Linked DNA regions of Mus musculus: region 2 is linked to region 1. Evidence: chromatin contacts called from public HiChIP or PLAC-seq data. All regions are on one chromosome and are shown on one strand. The core of a region is the stretch at or near the end of the contact, and the rest is flanking DNA. Distances in the headings are between cores, read along the strand shown.

What was found. HiChIP or PLAC-seq counts read pairs in DNA pulled down with a chosen protein or histone mark.
Region 2: an H3K4me3 HiChIP or PLAC-seq map of bone marrow-derived macrophages shows a contact between it and region 1, with 2.4 times the contacts expected there. The contact joins two enhancer-like sites. A contact is called at or near these places in 3 of 115 datasets of contacts at active chromatin or transcription factors (bone marrow-derived macrophages, effector CD8 T cells and memory CD8 T cells) and 4 of 9 other capture datasets (adipose tissue, embryonic stem cells, liver and 1 more).

Annotation. Positions count from the first base shown.
Region 1 is chr2:35,339,410-35,346,872 of GRCm38.p6, forward strand. It overlaps the pseudogene Glo1-ps. Among named protein-coding and RNA genes, the nearest start is that of Stom, 6.1 kb to the left of the region's middle. Within about 2 kb of position 3,387, at least 53 of the 459 cell types and tissues checked have an H3K27ac peak or open chromatin away from gene starts, as enhancers often do. A contact at or near this core is called in adipose tissue and bone marrow-derived macrophages, where this site is marked.
Region 2 is chr2:35,446,815-35,454,277 of GRCm38.p6, forward strand. The region is part of intron 1 of Ggta1 (glycoprotein galactosyltransferase alpha 1, 3); the gene reads right to left. Among named protein-coding and RNA genes, the nearest start is that of Ggta1, 11 kb to the right of the region's middle. Within about 2 kb of position 3,052, at least 35 of the 459 cell types and tissues checked have an H3K27ac peak or open chromatin away from gene starts, as enhancers often do. A contact at or near this core is called in adipose tissue and bone marrow-derived macrophages, where this site is marked.

The sequences.
Region 1 (7,463 bases), core at 2,137-4,636:
TTTAAAAGAGGACTGGAGAGATGGCTTGCTCCCTAATCATAAAGAGAAGTTTGGATCCCAGTGGTACTGTGGACCTCTGAAGCAGAGGGAAAGACAGTTGGAAGGGAGATAGATGTTCATAGACAGAAGCAGGCGATCAAATTACTACACCAAAAGAGGCACACAAGCACTGTAAGTCCCATAGAACACGAGTGTCATCAAAAAGATAATACTTGAACCCACATAAAAACCTCTGAGCGTCAGTGGTTCTCGGCTCTGGAGCCTCTGGAGTCTGAGGTAAGTTTTTGTTTCACGCTGAGCCATTTCCCTGTCTTTTTAATTCCTTAATAACAGAGAAAAAGAATCTATCTGCTATCTGGTGTCACTAACGCCCATACAATGAGTCTGGCATCTGGCTCTGAGAAATCTGATCTCCATGCACACAAAGGTCCACACCCTTGCGCATACACGCACTCCTATACTCATGCGGACAGATTGTTTTTAAAAAGTGGAGTTCCGGGTCAGTAGAAAGGAAATTTGCCTGCAGTTTTATCACCATTAATCAAACGATCATAAGGATTTTTAGAGGTTATATGAGTGTTTTGCTTTCCATGCATGTCTGTATCCCACTGTAGAGTTCAGGAGAAGATGCGATGTTTGGGAACTGGAGTTATAGATGGTTATAAACCAGCATGTGAACCATAAACACCTTTAACTGCTGAGCCATCTCTTCAGATCCTTTCATAATTTTGATGAAAATTTTATATTTTGGGTTGTGAGCCTAGCCATTAACAGCTGAGCCATCTCTCCAGCACTCGGGAGGCAGAGGCAGGCAGATTTCTGAGTTCGAGGCCAGCCTGGTCTACAGAGTGAGTTCCAGGACAGCCAGGGCTACACAGAGAAACCCTGTCTCGAAAAACCACAAAAAAAAAAAAAAAAAAAAAAAGGGGGGCCTTGCGGAGCGTGTGGTCCGCTGGCCTGTTTGCTACTAGGGCAGGTTGGTGATTCTCCAGGGCAGCCATGGCAGAACCACAGCCGGCGTCCAGTGGCCTCACTGATGAGACCGCTTTCAGCTGCTGCTCCGATCCAGACCCCAGCACCAAGGATTTTCTACTGCAGCAAACGATGCTAAGAATTAAGGATCCTAAGAAGTCCCTGGATTTTTATACGAGGGTTCTTGGACTGACCCTCCTGCAGAAGCTTGACTTCCCTGCTATGAAGTTCTCGCTCTACTTCTTAGCTTACGAGGATAAGAACGATATCCCCAAGGACAAGTCCGAGAAGACAGCATGGACGTTTTCCAGAAAAGCCACCCTTGAGCTCACGCACAACTGGGGCACTGAAGATGACGAGACTCAGAGTTACCACAACGGCAACTCGGACCCTCGTGGATTTGGTCACATTGGGATTGCCGTTCCTGATGTCTACAGTGCCTGTAAGAGATTTGAAGAACTAGGTGTCAAGTTTGTGAAGAAGCCTGATGACGGGAAAATGAAAGGACTGGCGTTCATTCAAGACCCTGACGGCTACTGGATTGAGATTCTGAATCCTAACAAAATAGCAACGATTATTTAGTTTCGGGAGAATGTGCCTTTGAGGTATGGGGGACAGCGGGAACAAAACGGCGTGGAAAAGAAACAGCGTGATTCAAGATGCTGCGGCGACCAGAAGCGTTGGGGACTGATGGGTCTCTCTGCTCCAGTTCAAATCCTCCTGAAACCCTTTTCATTGTCCTGATTCAGTGGGTTTTTAAAAATCTCCCCTCTGTTTTGCCAACCTAATTTTCAAGTAGCAATTTATCTTATGACCTTGACAAAGTTGTGTGACTTTACATTTAAGATAATAATTAGAACAGCTCCCTTTAGAGATCACAGTTGCTACTGCCTGTCTCTTAAAGACTGCTCAAGTCTGTTTCTGATTCATCATTTAGAATTTTGTTTCAAATGTTTCTTTTTGGGGTCTGTTACCTTCTGGGGTTTCAGTTCCTCAGAAATAACTTTCCATAATGGGAAGTACAGAGCAGTGAACAGAAATGAGATTTTTTTGTGTGTACTTCAAACAGCATAGTGTTTATCTTACAAAAGAGAAGGTACTCCTGAGAGCAATTCGGAATCATGCTGACAAGGACACAGATAGAAATACTAATTTTCTTTTTTTCTTTTTTCTTTTTTTTTGTATGTATAAAGTACTTTCAGAATTCAAAAAAAAAAAGGATTTTATTTGTAATTATGTGTTTATTGTTAGGTATCAAACCTGGGACAAATGGCCCACTGAGATGCCTATCTAACATATCAAAACAGACCTGGCCAGCAGGTTCTCCCAGCATCCCTCAGTCTCTACCTGTTACTAGGTATGGCTGGCATACCCCACTCCTCTAAACTTCTCCCGCTCAGGGGCCAGGCTACCCTTCCCCCGCAGCTGCCCTTCCTAAATAATCCAGCCATTTCAGTCACCCTGCCTTCCCTGCTCTACCCTTTACACTCCTGGTTCTCCCCTCCTCCCTACACCCTCCCCCTTTTCCCCCCATGGCCTGGCTCAGGGTCAGGTTCACTCTGGACTCCCAGAAGTCTCTGCCTCTGTCTATTCTTTCCCTCATATCTACAATGAACCTTCTTCTCCTCTATTCCTTGGAGCAGTCATGTCTATTTATTTGTTTGTTTATTTATTTGTTATTTTATTATTGTTCATACATGTATGTGGGACTGTGCATGTGCAGGTAGTGCTCATGGAGATCAGAAGATGGTGTCTGGACCAGAACCCTGGAGCTGGAGAAACAGGCAGTTGTGAGTTGCCCAGCATGGGTGCTGAAACCAAACTCTGGTCCTCTGAGAGAGCATCACCCCTCTTGACAACACAGTCATCCTTCCAGGCCCCAGATGGACATCTTTAAAAGGGTCTTCATAGCTAAAAATCAGAATACTCCTTATTGGTTTTCTTTTATGTTTCTGGTTTTTGGTTAATATATTCAGGGTACCAATTTCAATACTGATTGATATAGCTGGTTGATGACATTAGGATGTAGAGATGGAGCTGAGAGATGTGCTGTGAGTCCATAATTGAATGAGTCCTAAGGAAATTTAATTAGTCTTTTTCCTCTGCTCATAAGAAATGCTTCAGTAAAAGCAGGAAAGGTCTTGACTATCTTGTCCTTTAAACTACTGATCCAGGCTTGTTCTTGCTGCCTTCAAGGAAGCCAGCTAATCAAATACCATGCAGAAGCTGTGGAGTAACAAGCTGCGTTTTGTGCCAGTCTGTCCAGGATGGCAAATCTGATATGTTCCTCTGGTGGTTTAATTCTAAGTTACTGCATCACAGTAAGATTTTTTCCCCCATCTTTTCTCTTCTTAGGGAAATTGCTCCTGGTCCCGGATGTGAGTCATCACCAAAGGACTTTGTTCCTTCGGGGTGTGGTAGCAGATCCATTACATCACAGTATGTGGTAAGATGTCCAGGAGCAGCCTTGGGGGACCTATAGGGGGAGGGGCATTACTATTAATAGCAGTGTTGGTATTTAGTAGATTTATCTAAGGGAGACTCTTATTAATTGACTCTATAAGTCCACTTGGCCAACATTTGTTGAAAACCTACTGTGTGCTGAGTAGTACCTGATCTTATTGATCTAATATTCTCTTTGTACATGACAGTTGTTAGAGTCCATAGCAAAGTCCCACAGATTAGGTGGGTTAAACATTAGAAATTTGTCTTTCTTGTTCTAGAGCAGTGTTTCTCAATCTTCCTAATGTTGTGACCCTTTAATACAGTTCTTCATGCTGTGGTGACCCCACCCCATACACCATAAATTATTTTTGATGCTACTTCATAAACTATAATGTTGCTACTGTTATGAGTTGTAAAGTAAATATCTGATATGTGACCCCTGTGAAAGGATCATTTGACTTCCAAAAGGGGTCTCGACCTAGAGGTTGAGAATCACTACTCTTTGTATTAGCAAGGTTGATTCCCCCCAACCCAAGGACTATCAGAGACTGTTCTGTCCCAAGTCTCTCTCTCTCTGACTTGTAAATAATTCTCATTTCTCTGTATCTTTACTTTTTCTTTCCTTTGCTTGTGTCTAGATTTCCCTTTTCTTAGAATACAACTAACTCTATTGGATCTGGGACTACTCAAAGGACCAAATTTCAACTTAATTACCTTATAGATCTTGTTCCCAAATACAACAGTGAGCTGAGGTACTGATATTCAAGGCTTTAACATCTCAATTTGGGGGTACTGTATTTTAACTCATGATAACATACAAGACTACAAGTTGCCTTCTCCACTGTGACAACTGTGTCACTGTGAAGCATGTGCTAAATTAAACCCTCCCTCAAGTGTGATAAATAAAAAATAAAATAACTGAAAAAAATAACTGAAAGCAAAACCCTGGTACAGAGACGTGGGCCATTGCTGTGTCTGACCTGACCATGTGGTCCTCAGGTCTTTGGAATTGGTGTGCAGGAGGGATGTAGGATGCTGTAAGCAGAGCTTAATGGGTCTTTTGGGAGGGAGCATGGGAAGTCTGCAATGCTGATTGGAGTGGATACAGCAAAGGCTGAGCTCCTGAGATTATAGACGGGATCAAGGGCACACTCAGGAATTAGATCAGAGGCCATTTAAGGCATGTTCTGGCAGAATGTGATTCTGTTCTGCTCTTGACCTAAAAAAAAAAAAAATTGCTACCCTGCGTTCTCAGATAACAGACAAGTAAAACAATGTGTTTGGTGGAGAAAACTTCGAGATGGCGGTGTGATTCTTCCCACTGCCTCTAATCAGCATTGGGGTAAGGAGGGAAGAGAAAGGGGGTAGGGGATGCTTTCGAGGAAAGGATAATGGCGCATTCAAAGTATGCACAAGAGCCCGGCATGGTGGTGCATGCCTCAGTCCCAGTGTTCGGGAGCAGAGGGAAGAGGGTGAGGAGTTCAAAGCCATCCTCAGACATGCGGTGTTCCCAGCTTGTCTCAGCTATACAAAGCACTGTCTCGAAATTAAACAAAAGCCAAAATAAAGGTGTGGACAAGGCAGATTCAGGGAAACCCACATCGTTGAGAGAAGCTTTGCACTCCATGCATCGGGGAATGGGAGGCCCCATTTCTCCTCGGACTTCCGGTTCCCTATCTGCTGCTCAGGCTCCTGCCTCCATGGACTACCCTGGCGCAGGTGCCATGTTTTCCCGGTGGTGACTGCAATTGCTCCTGTAAACAAATATAAATCTCTCCTGTAAGTGGTTCCTGTCAAGTCATTGTGACCAAATAATAATGGTAATGATAATAATAACAACAATAATAGTAATGCAGAAAGGAAACAGAAGGCATAGGTGTGGGAAGGAAAAAACAAAATCATATAGAAAAGTCTCAAAGAACTGACATAAGACCTTTTTTAAACTAATAAGCGATTATAACAAAACGGCAGGAATAGGCTAATATAAGAGTCCGTGGCTGCCTCAAGTATTATCAATAAACAAGTGGAAGTTGAAGTTCGGAGCAAAATGCAATTTCCACTAGCCCCGACTGCAGGACGGAGACACCCACGTGTTCTTCCCTAAGTTGATCCTGTCCCTGTTGGACATGCAGAGTCTTACCGTGCGTGCAGCCCCACCATCTACCCTAAGGTCAGCATCACCAAGGTGTGCACGCATGCTCAGCTCATGTCCCGCTTTCCCAGGACCACAGCCGTGCACACCTAGTCATGCCGGTCTGTACTCTGGAGACCATCAATGCTAGAAATGACCGCCCAGTGCACTGGGTGAGAGAGGGAACATGAGCGCGTGCTCTCTCTCCTTTCAGTGTTGGCTTAGTCTCAAAGCTTGATAATGAAATCATTTTTAAGTTTACAAGAGAGTCTTAACAGATGGGAGAAAAAGTTCCCATATGCGTTCCACCCAGCCTTCTCTCCTGTTAACACTGCACATAATCATGGCGTGTTTATCAAAATGAAGAGACGACTGTAAGTCCCACCAATAACCAAACCAGAGTTCATTTGGATGTCACCAGTTTCCCATCGATGTTCTTTTTCCATTTGAGAAACTCACAGTGCATTTGGCTGTCTTAACTCCTTCGTGTCTAATCTATGACGTGCTGGGTCTGTCTTTTTGTTGACCTTAGACACTTTGAGGAGTACAGGTCAGCTTGGAGGATCTCTTTGTAAGATTATGTGCTGTATGCCATTTGAGAGCTCTACTTTTCCCACAGTAGTTTCAAGTAGAAACCTTGAGGATGGCTTCTAAAATTCTGTTATCTCTGTGTACTGGTAGGGTTGTGGGATTTAAAATATCCATTTACAGCTGGGTGGCACATGCTTTTAATCCCAGCACTCCGGAGGCAGAGGCAGGTGGATCTATATAGTTTGAGGCCAGCCTGGTCTACAGAGTGAGTTCCAGAACAGCCAGGGCTACACAGAGAAACTCTGTCTTGAAAAGCCAAAATAAAAAGATAAGTAATAAAATAAATAAATAAAACAAATCCATTTATTATGTTTTAGCAGGATTTCAGAGGTTGTATTGTTATATTTAATCTGCCACCTTTATCTGGAAGATAAAAATTTCAGAGAAACATTTTTGATCACACTAATTTCTGTTATTCTGTGGCTAATATTGTTGTAATTCTTCTGTGGGTATAATCTACAAATGACAATAGCTTTTGTTTTGTGCCATTGCTGTAATCTTTAAGGCCTGTGATGAGGTTGCAGTCCAGGCTACAGCCTATGGAAATTGGTCACTCCATCCCCTCAGCCCACAGAATGCTGTCCATGTTCCTAGCCTAATACAGAAATCCCACAGTCTAGCCCCACCCAGCCCTTCCAGTTTCTCTCTCATCTCTCCAGCGCACTTCCTGCTTACAGTGAACTCATGGCTTCTGCCAGAACCACACGTAGGCCTTTGCTTCTGCAGTTCTGTTTTCTAGACTGACTTCTATTTGGTAAATTCTCATCAGAATTGGAAAGAGGGTTTTTGTTAGAATAAAGCCTTTCATGTGGACAAGAAGTAGTGAAGAAGCAATTCAACTCTGTCCCTTTGTGTGTGTAGACCCACAAAGATGCACACACATTTTCCTACGTTAATTAATATAAGTCCAAGATGTTCCTGCCTAGCAAACTGTGCTGTTTTATGTACAATCACATATGGGTAGGTAACAGCCATTCATGTCCTGTCGCGTTATCAAAAGGATGTGTGGAATCTTTTCCACATTTAGGATCCCCAGAGTGTCAATTGTAAGACTCCCATTGTCTCAAGACAACAGAAACCCTGTTTGTAAGCACTAGTCTGACTTATTAATAACAAGAAACATGACCGCTGCTTCTGGAACATGCCCAGGGCAGGTGAAGACTCTCTATGGGTGTTGCAAGTCACTAGGCTTTTCTAAGCCTATCCAACAGTGCCCAGAGTGTCAGTGGTTAAAAACATTGTGTGGCTTCTGAGAGCAAGACTCAACAGGAAAATTACCAAACAAATATCTAAAGTCTGAGATCACACCAATGCTAACTTCTTC
Region 2 (7,463 bases), core at 1,802-4,301, 110 kb after region 1:
GGCAGTGAAGACCATGTCCCAAGTGGCATCCCTCTGAGAAAGCAAATCTGAACATCAAGTTAAGCCCAGCAGAGCAGGAAAAGGAAACTGCATGGGAGGAATGGCAGGAAATCCTAGACACGGCCCCAGAGCACCAGGATGAGGGGGCTGGCTGCTGGGTATGGAGAGGCTGCGGTGGACTTTGTAGACTCTTGCTCGGGAAGGCAGAGTGACTTCCGGCTGCCAAAGGCACTGCTTCCGGGTTTGTTTCCGTTCCAAACCTCTCTGCTTCAAACCTTACAAGGTCCAAGAGTCCCAACAGAGTGAACGCCAGCCTCTGTCTGGAGGGAGCCATGTTTTACCTCTGAGGCCTGGAGAGTGAGGGGGACAACACCTCTTTTTCTGCTTTTCACCGGCAGACAGCAGAGCCTCCATTCCAGAGGTTTCCAGACGTATGATGGATGACTTAAAACTTTCAACTTTCTGATGGTAGAGATGCTATCCTGTGCTGTTGAAACCACACTTTGCATTTCAGATCTGCATCTCTTCTAGGTGAATGGTATGCAGTAAGATACCCTATCATGACACTGGGCAGTGGCTGGACCCCCAATCCTGAATCAAAAAACTGAGACCCTACACATACTCCACATAGGGCCCTGAGCCCGGAGTTCCTCTAGCTAGCCACACTCAACAAATTTTCGATTTATATTTATTTTCCAGTCATTATGGATTTGCCCTAGCGCAGCCCCCATCATGAGTCAGCCATAGCTCTACCTGCTGCAGGGATAGAAGAGAAAATGAAAGCAAGCTGGGAGGTTGCATGTCTTCCCCGGGCAGCTGCCCTCGCCATGTGACCCACAGAATCCTGAAATTTGAGTCATTTTACTGTAACAACCAAAACACCAGTTCCCTGAGTGCTAAGAAAAAAGCAGTATGCAAATTAGCAGGGCTGTGTTCTGACTCTCGGGTCCCAGTGAGTTGTGGGTTCAAGTCAGAGTCGTTTCTGTCAAGCCAGGCACCCAGGTTGATCACCTGTCCCCTGACCCTAGCACATCTTGCCTAGCAACAAAGGAAACAGCCTTGCATTTATTTTCAGCTGGCTCCAAGAAAGGAAGGCCCAGCACTGTTGAGAAGGTCTGCTCCCTCTGACCACAGCTCAGGAGGTTAGGCCGAGACTAACCATGGGCACCAGAGGGAAGCCATTTTGAATTTAGTATGCAATAGCCGCTGGTCAGGAGGAAGAAAATGACCTGTCCCGAGAATCAGTACCTCCCTGTTCCTGGAGGTCACTCAGTTGTGGGTCTCTGATATGTTGTTTGGAAGCAGTGCAAGGGGCCCCAATCTTCCCTGGGATGCTGAGCAAATATTAAGCACTGTTCAAAGAATTCATCAAAGTCACAGTGCTACTGAGTGCTTTCTGCTATACTGCAGGCATTTCCTCTGATGTTCCTGCTCCTAAAGAGAAGACCCTGATTCCCTAATTAACAGCCTTCAAACTCTTGCTCCCAGGGCTGCTGTGAGCAAAGTGACTGTCATCCTATTAACCAGCCTACCCTCATGGTGGCAACAGCTGCCTTGAGCACTCAATGGAATCCTTGGGACAATTCCACAGCAACGACTGCAGTCCCGGCTCCTGGAAGTACAGCCTCAGCCAGGGCTGTCTGAAGCAGCCTGTACCTCGCCTTTTGAGAGCACAAGCCTTGATTCACTCAAGATAACACTGTAACCATTTCCTGGTAAGCCAGATGTGGAACATGATCCATGGTGGTCCAGCACCACATGGTGGTTTGTGGCCCCACGTAATGGTGCCTTTCCGAATGAATGAGCCATAGATTATGTGCAACAATGAAAGGCTCTGAACACACAATGAGCTAAACTCAACTTAAAATCAAACATGCAGTGAATCAGAGGTGCTGGCCCAAGCTGCATCGCAGGACTCCACTCTGGCCTGTTCTGAACACACAACATGCTACCATGCCACTTGATCCTCTCACCCCTGACTGCTGTGGCTGCTCAGCTGTCACACCCTGAGGGGGGGGGGGGAAGTCAAGAAAGCAAAGAGTTGCTCCTGTAGGCTCAGCCTGGCGATAATCAGACACAGAGACATTTCACAGCTGAAGGAAACACTAAGTGTCAATCCTCAAACCCTTCTCCTTTACAGATAAACCGAGCCTCAAGGAAAGATGCAGCTCAGAGCCAAGGTGGGAGGGTGGGAAGTCTGGAAGGCTCCTTGAAACCAGGATATAAAAGCAGGGTCTTTGGTGACTATTACATCTCCACCACGATGACATCATTGATGTTCTATGTCTAAAGTCTGCAACATTTCGCACTGGGGACACTGAAATTCTGAGGTTCATTAACATAGCCCCTCCCTCCCAACACTCCCCGGGACCTCCCTGACCACAGACATCTATAGCTCCATGAAGCTCTCGCCTCTAGTACCTTTGATAGACATGGCTGCTGCCCAGCTGGTGTTAAGAACAAAACAGATAAATGTCCCCTTCTGCATCTCCGGTACTTCTGCACATGAATGTAAAGGGACACAGCCCAGGTCAGTCAGAGTGGCCTTGAACTCTAAGGAAGCAGCTGGAGGGCAGTGGACCATCACACTGAGCAAGTCACCATGTCCTGTGCAGACTAGATTCATTCCTTCTCTGCCCTGGTGCTGGAGTCTCCCTCTGCTATCTATGCCACAGTCTCTGAATGGTGCACCTTTTCGGGGGTGCTTGGTGTTTGGACTCAGCCACGGAGCACCTCTGTGGTAATTTTTGAAAATTTGGAACATATAAAAGATGGCGTCCCAAGCACACTCAGTCCTGTTTGTATTTAGAAATATTATTTAGCCTTCCTTTGCACTATATTGTCTGACACACAAAACCAGACTTTCCTAAGGATCCATCAAAATCCATCTTCAACCCCAGACTGTGCTCTTATGCTTGGGGAGCCAAGTGCTGATTTTGCGAGTGTCCTCGCTTCTCCCGGACCTGATGCCAGACAAGTTCCTCCTAGGGACATCTGGACTTCCACATAAGCACTCACCGACTTCTGTTAGAAGGGGGAAGGCAGGCAGCTGTTCTCTGGATGTTGCTAACCCTAATAATACCGCTCTGGGCAGCTGACCGGTACCAGGCTTGCCGCCTCCTCTGGCTTCCTTTCTGCCTTCCAGCCAACAGAGCTCTCAGCTTCCTAGAGCAGATACAGGAAGGGCTGGAGGGTCGGCTCTCACCGAGGGCTCCTCTGCCTCAGGAACATCCCTTGTCACTCTCAGTGTGAAGACCACATCTGCAGGAAGCCAGCTAGTCACCTCAGAGGAGGCCAAGACTTGTCTCACATTCCCTAGGAGACTCAGTGCACACTCAAGACATCTAGGTATGGTCTCCCCTAGGTAAATTCTCACCTCTCCACAGGCAGGTGCAGAGCCCAGTACTTGGTAAGGGCTCCATCAACCCAGAAGGAATTAACAAATTCAAGAATGGATTGAGGGAAATTGTACAAATGTTGCTTGCCTGGCAGAGCCACAGTAAACCACCAGGCAGGTACATCTAGAAGATGGCTTCCTCATATCTACAGTCAAGAACAAGCTGACAACTTGGGATTCCTCTGGGAATAACAAGCACTTCCTCTCTGTGGGTTTTGCTTTGAGAATTCACTTCCTGTGGGTTCGGACTCCTTTCCCTCCGTCTTTTGTTTAGCTGTTCAGGGAGATTATCGGATCAATCTGTGCCCTGTGCTGTCTAGCTGACAGGGAAACTGAGGCTCCCACAACACCCCAACCAGTACCACTAGAACCAAGTGGGGTATGGCTACCTCACTTTCAGCACACAGCCCCCTTTCCAGTGGCCTAGACTGCAGTACAGCCCAGACTAAAGCATCTAGACCAGTGATTCTCAACCTTCCTAATGTTGCAGCCCTTTAATACAGTTCCCCGTGTTGTGGTGGCCACTAACCATGGGAATCATTTCATTGTTACTTCATACCTGAACATCTGCAACTGCTACGGTTGCAATGTAAATATCTGTTTTCTGAGGGTCATAGGCGGTCCCTGTGAAGGGGTCACTGGACTCCCAAAGGGATCACTGAATCATGAGCAAAGCTCTTGAAGAGGGACCCACGGGCTTATAATAATGAAAGGCTTATTAAGAACAAGTCCTAGCGTCTAGGTTGTAGCTCAGTTGGCAGAGTGTTTGTCCAACATCCAAGAGGACTTGGGTTTGATAGATCTTCAGTACCTCTTAAACTAGGTATGGTGGCCTGTTATCAGGCAAGAACATGTGTGAGAAGAACACAGGGGCTGTGTGACAGGATTAGTCCTAACTTCTCTCTCTCCAGCATTTTCAGCCCCGCCCCCTCCCCCTCCCCCTGCCCCAGGCAAGAGTCTCCTCCAGTTCCCTAAGACCCAGCACCTGTCTCCAGAATGCTTTCTCCTTGGAGCTACCAGGGGCTCCAAGACGCACTGTTGGAATTCAAGATCTGACTTGCATGACCCACTTCTCCCACTTCACTCATCATTCTTGGCCAAGACATGAGCACTCTAAGCCTCAGTTTGCCTACAGGTAAAATGGAGAAATAATTCCTATTTTTCTGTCCTCCCAGGACTACACAATCTCACTTCTAGAACTGTCCACTGTGACAATTCTGGATATAGCAACTCTGAGACTCCTCCCCAATTCCCCCGAGATTCATGTAATCAATTGGGAGTCGGGTGAGTTCCTTATTCCAGGACCTGTCACTCTCCAGCCTCTAAGAAGCACCAAGCCCTCCCTTCCCTCAGCTTCCAGGCCTCTCTTTGGTTTAAATGCTCCCCCTCTACCCCAGCTCACTCTGGGTACAGCCATGCTTCCACAGAAGAGTCCCACAGCCTCTCTCATGTCTGCACCCCAAGCTTTGCAGTCTCCATGTGGAGATTGGGCACCAGATCAACCCAGCCCTGGCTGAGACTTGGACAATCTATCCTTACTTCCTCTTTTAGATCCAGAAGGATTCTCAGAAATAATTCTGGGTAAGTAAGCATATTAAATGGTGACCTTTCTGGCCTACATGGTGACCAGTCTGGCCTAAATCTCAACAACTCTTTCACTTCCCCAATGCCTCCCCTCCCACCAGCCTCCTCTCAGGAGAGAAGGCAACGTTCCTAGTAGCCAACCGATGGAGCAGGACTCAGATCTCATAGCCGTCAAGGACTGAGGCATGATGCTAGAGAGATGGCTCAGAGGTTAGGCGCATGTGTTGTTCTTCTAAAGACCTAGGTTTGTTTCTTGAACTCACATGGTAGCTCACATCCGTCTATAACTCCAATTCCAAGGGATCCAATAGCTACTTCTGACCTCTGCAGACACCAGGCACACACACAGCGCACTTAGCACACGTTAACAAAAACTCTTATACAATTTTTTAAAAAAAAAAGGGCAAGCAAAGGCCCAAAGCAGGTCTCCACAGGCCACACCAACACTGGTGTGTGCCAACCAGAGAACTCTGTGGTCTATAACGCATGCCAACCATGAATTCTCAAACTCTTATCAGCTCACAGTTCAAGAGGGAAGAAACAGTGACCCCTGGCAGACATGTAGCTGAGGCCCACCCTGCAGGATGCCAGACTCCCCACCAACAACACAATGCAGAGTCTGACGTCAGAGAAAGGGCAACGGCTCAACTGAGTCTTGAAGGATGAGTAGGAGTCTATAGAGGGTAGACTTGGGAGGAAGTAAAGGAACATTGTAAGCAGGGGAAGAGGGCCCAAGGAACTGCTGTAATTTCTGAGGCTGGAGCAGAAGTCAGAGTATGCGGGACAGAGGTCAAGAATTAGGCTAAAGTATAACCTTTGCAGAGCCCTGAAAGTCACATGTGCTTAGAAAGATCAAAATATCCAATGAGCTTGGTGCCTTGTCTTCTTGCAAAATACAAGGTTGGAGCCGAGGCTGGAGAGGAGGAATCAGCCAACGTGGGTTGCTCTATCCTGTGCTACGCTACCATCAAAGCAACCAAGTCAAGCAATTAGGGACTGAAACTGCTGAAGGCATGAGCCCAAATAAGCCTTTCTTCTTGGTTTTGTCACAGTGGAAAGTGGACTAATACAGGAGGAAAAATCAAGGGTGGGCCCCCAAAAGAGGAGTCCTGTTTGCAAAGCTGTAGAAAGCTGAAGAGCACCGGGTGTGGTGGCGCACGCCTTTAATCCCAGCACTTGGGAGGCAGAGGCAGACAAATTTCTGAGTTTGAGGCCAGCCTGGTCTACAGAGTGAGTTCCAGGACAGCTAGGGCTACACAGAGAAACCCTATCTCAAAAAAAAAAAAAGCTGAAGAACAGGTTGAGAGCTTGGTTATCTACAGTAAGTCACAGTCTGAAATATTCAATGGAAAATTCCAGATACAAGCAAGTCATGGGTTTTCAAATGTATACCATGCTTCACACAATGAATTCTTGTGTCATCCCAATGAAAACAGCCCAGGACAAGAATTATTCCTTTATCCAGTGTATCCCCAGTTTGTGAGACTTGTAATAACTCCTGAGGCTGGGGCAGGTCCTGAGGGGTGATGTCATAAAGACAAGAGTGAGGTCAGAGTGTAACTACAACCCTTGACAGAGCTGGATGCTGGGAAGGATCATAACAGTCACAGCTTGTTATCTGGTGACATCACAGTGATACTGCCCTGGGTTCCAGAGAAGCTACAGAGGAAAACACAGAACACAGAAAATCCTGTAGGTTTCAGGTAGTCACTGGGGTCTTCAAATGTACCCTTGATAACTAATGAGGAAACTATTATATTAACAAACATATTGTCAATTAGATGAGTATCTCCAAGTACTGATTCCCTGAAAATAAGCAAGGGGTAAATCTGTACTCTTTACTTTGTCATGTGACTGGCTGTGACTACTGGAAACTGGGTGAGAGTGCAGAGAGGATGCTGAAGCAGGCATCTACAGAGAGGATGCTTGGATGCACGTCCACAGAGGGTGTTTGGAGAAGCATTAAATCATCTTTTCTTGATCTCTCACTATAAAAATGATACACACCAAACAGAAGTAGCTCCCTCAGCCTCTAGGTCTCAGAATAAGAGTTCACTTTGGAACAAACCTTCTGGTTGACTGACAACTAGAGAAAAACCACAAGACCACGGCCCTGCACTTACAGACAGCTGACGTCCTCTGTGGGAAAAAAAAAAAATCATCACTTGAAAAAAGAGCTCTAGAGTTGGTTACACACCACAACTGTAACAAAAGCTAGCTGGCTGATACACACTATAGACAGAGATCTCAAGTCCAGGTTATAAAGATGCACACATGCTCTCATAAGGAACTGTGAGCACGGGAGTCTCAACAGTTTCCATTATCTCTACCCCTAGATTAATTTAATTTAATTTAGTTGAGACGGGTATCATTATGCAGCCCAGACTGCCCTGGAGCTCACAGAAATCCAGCTGCGTCTGCCTCTTGAGTGCTGATATTAAAGGTGTGTGACATCAAACCCAGCATGAACCTAGATTTTACT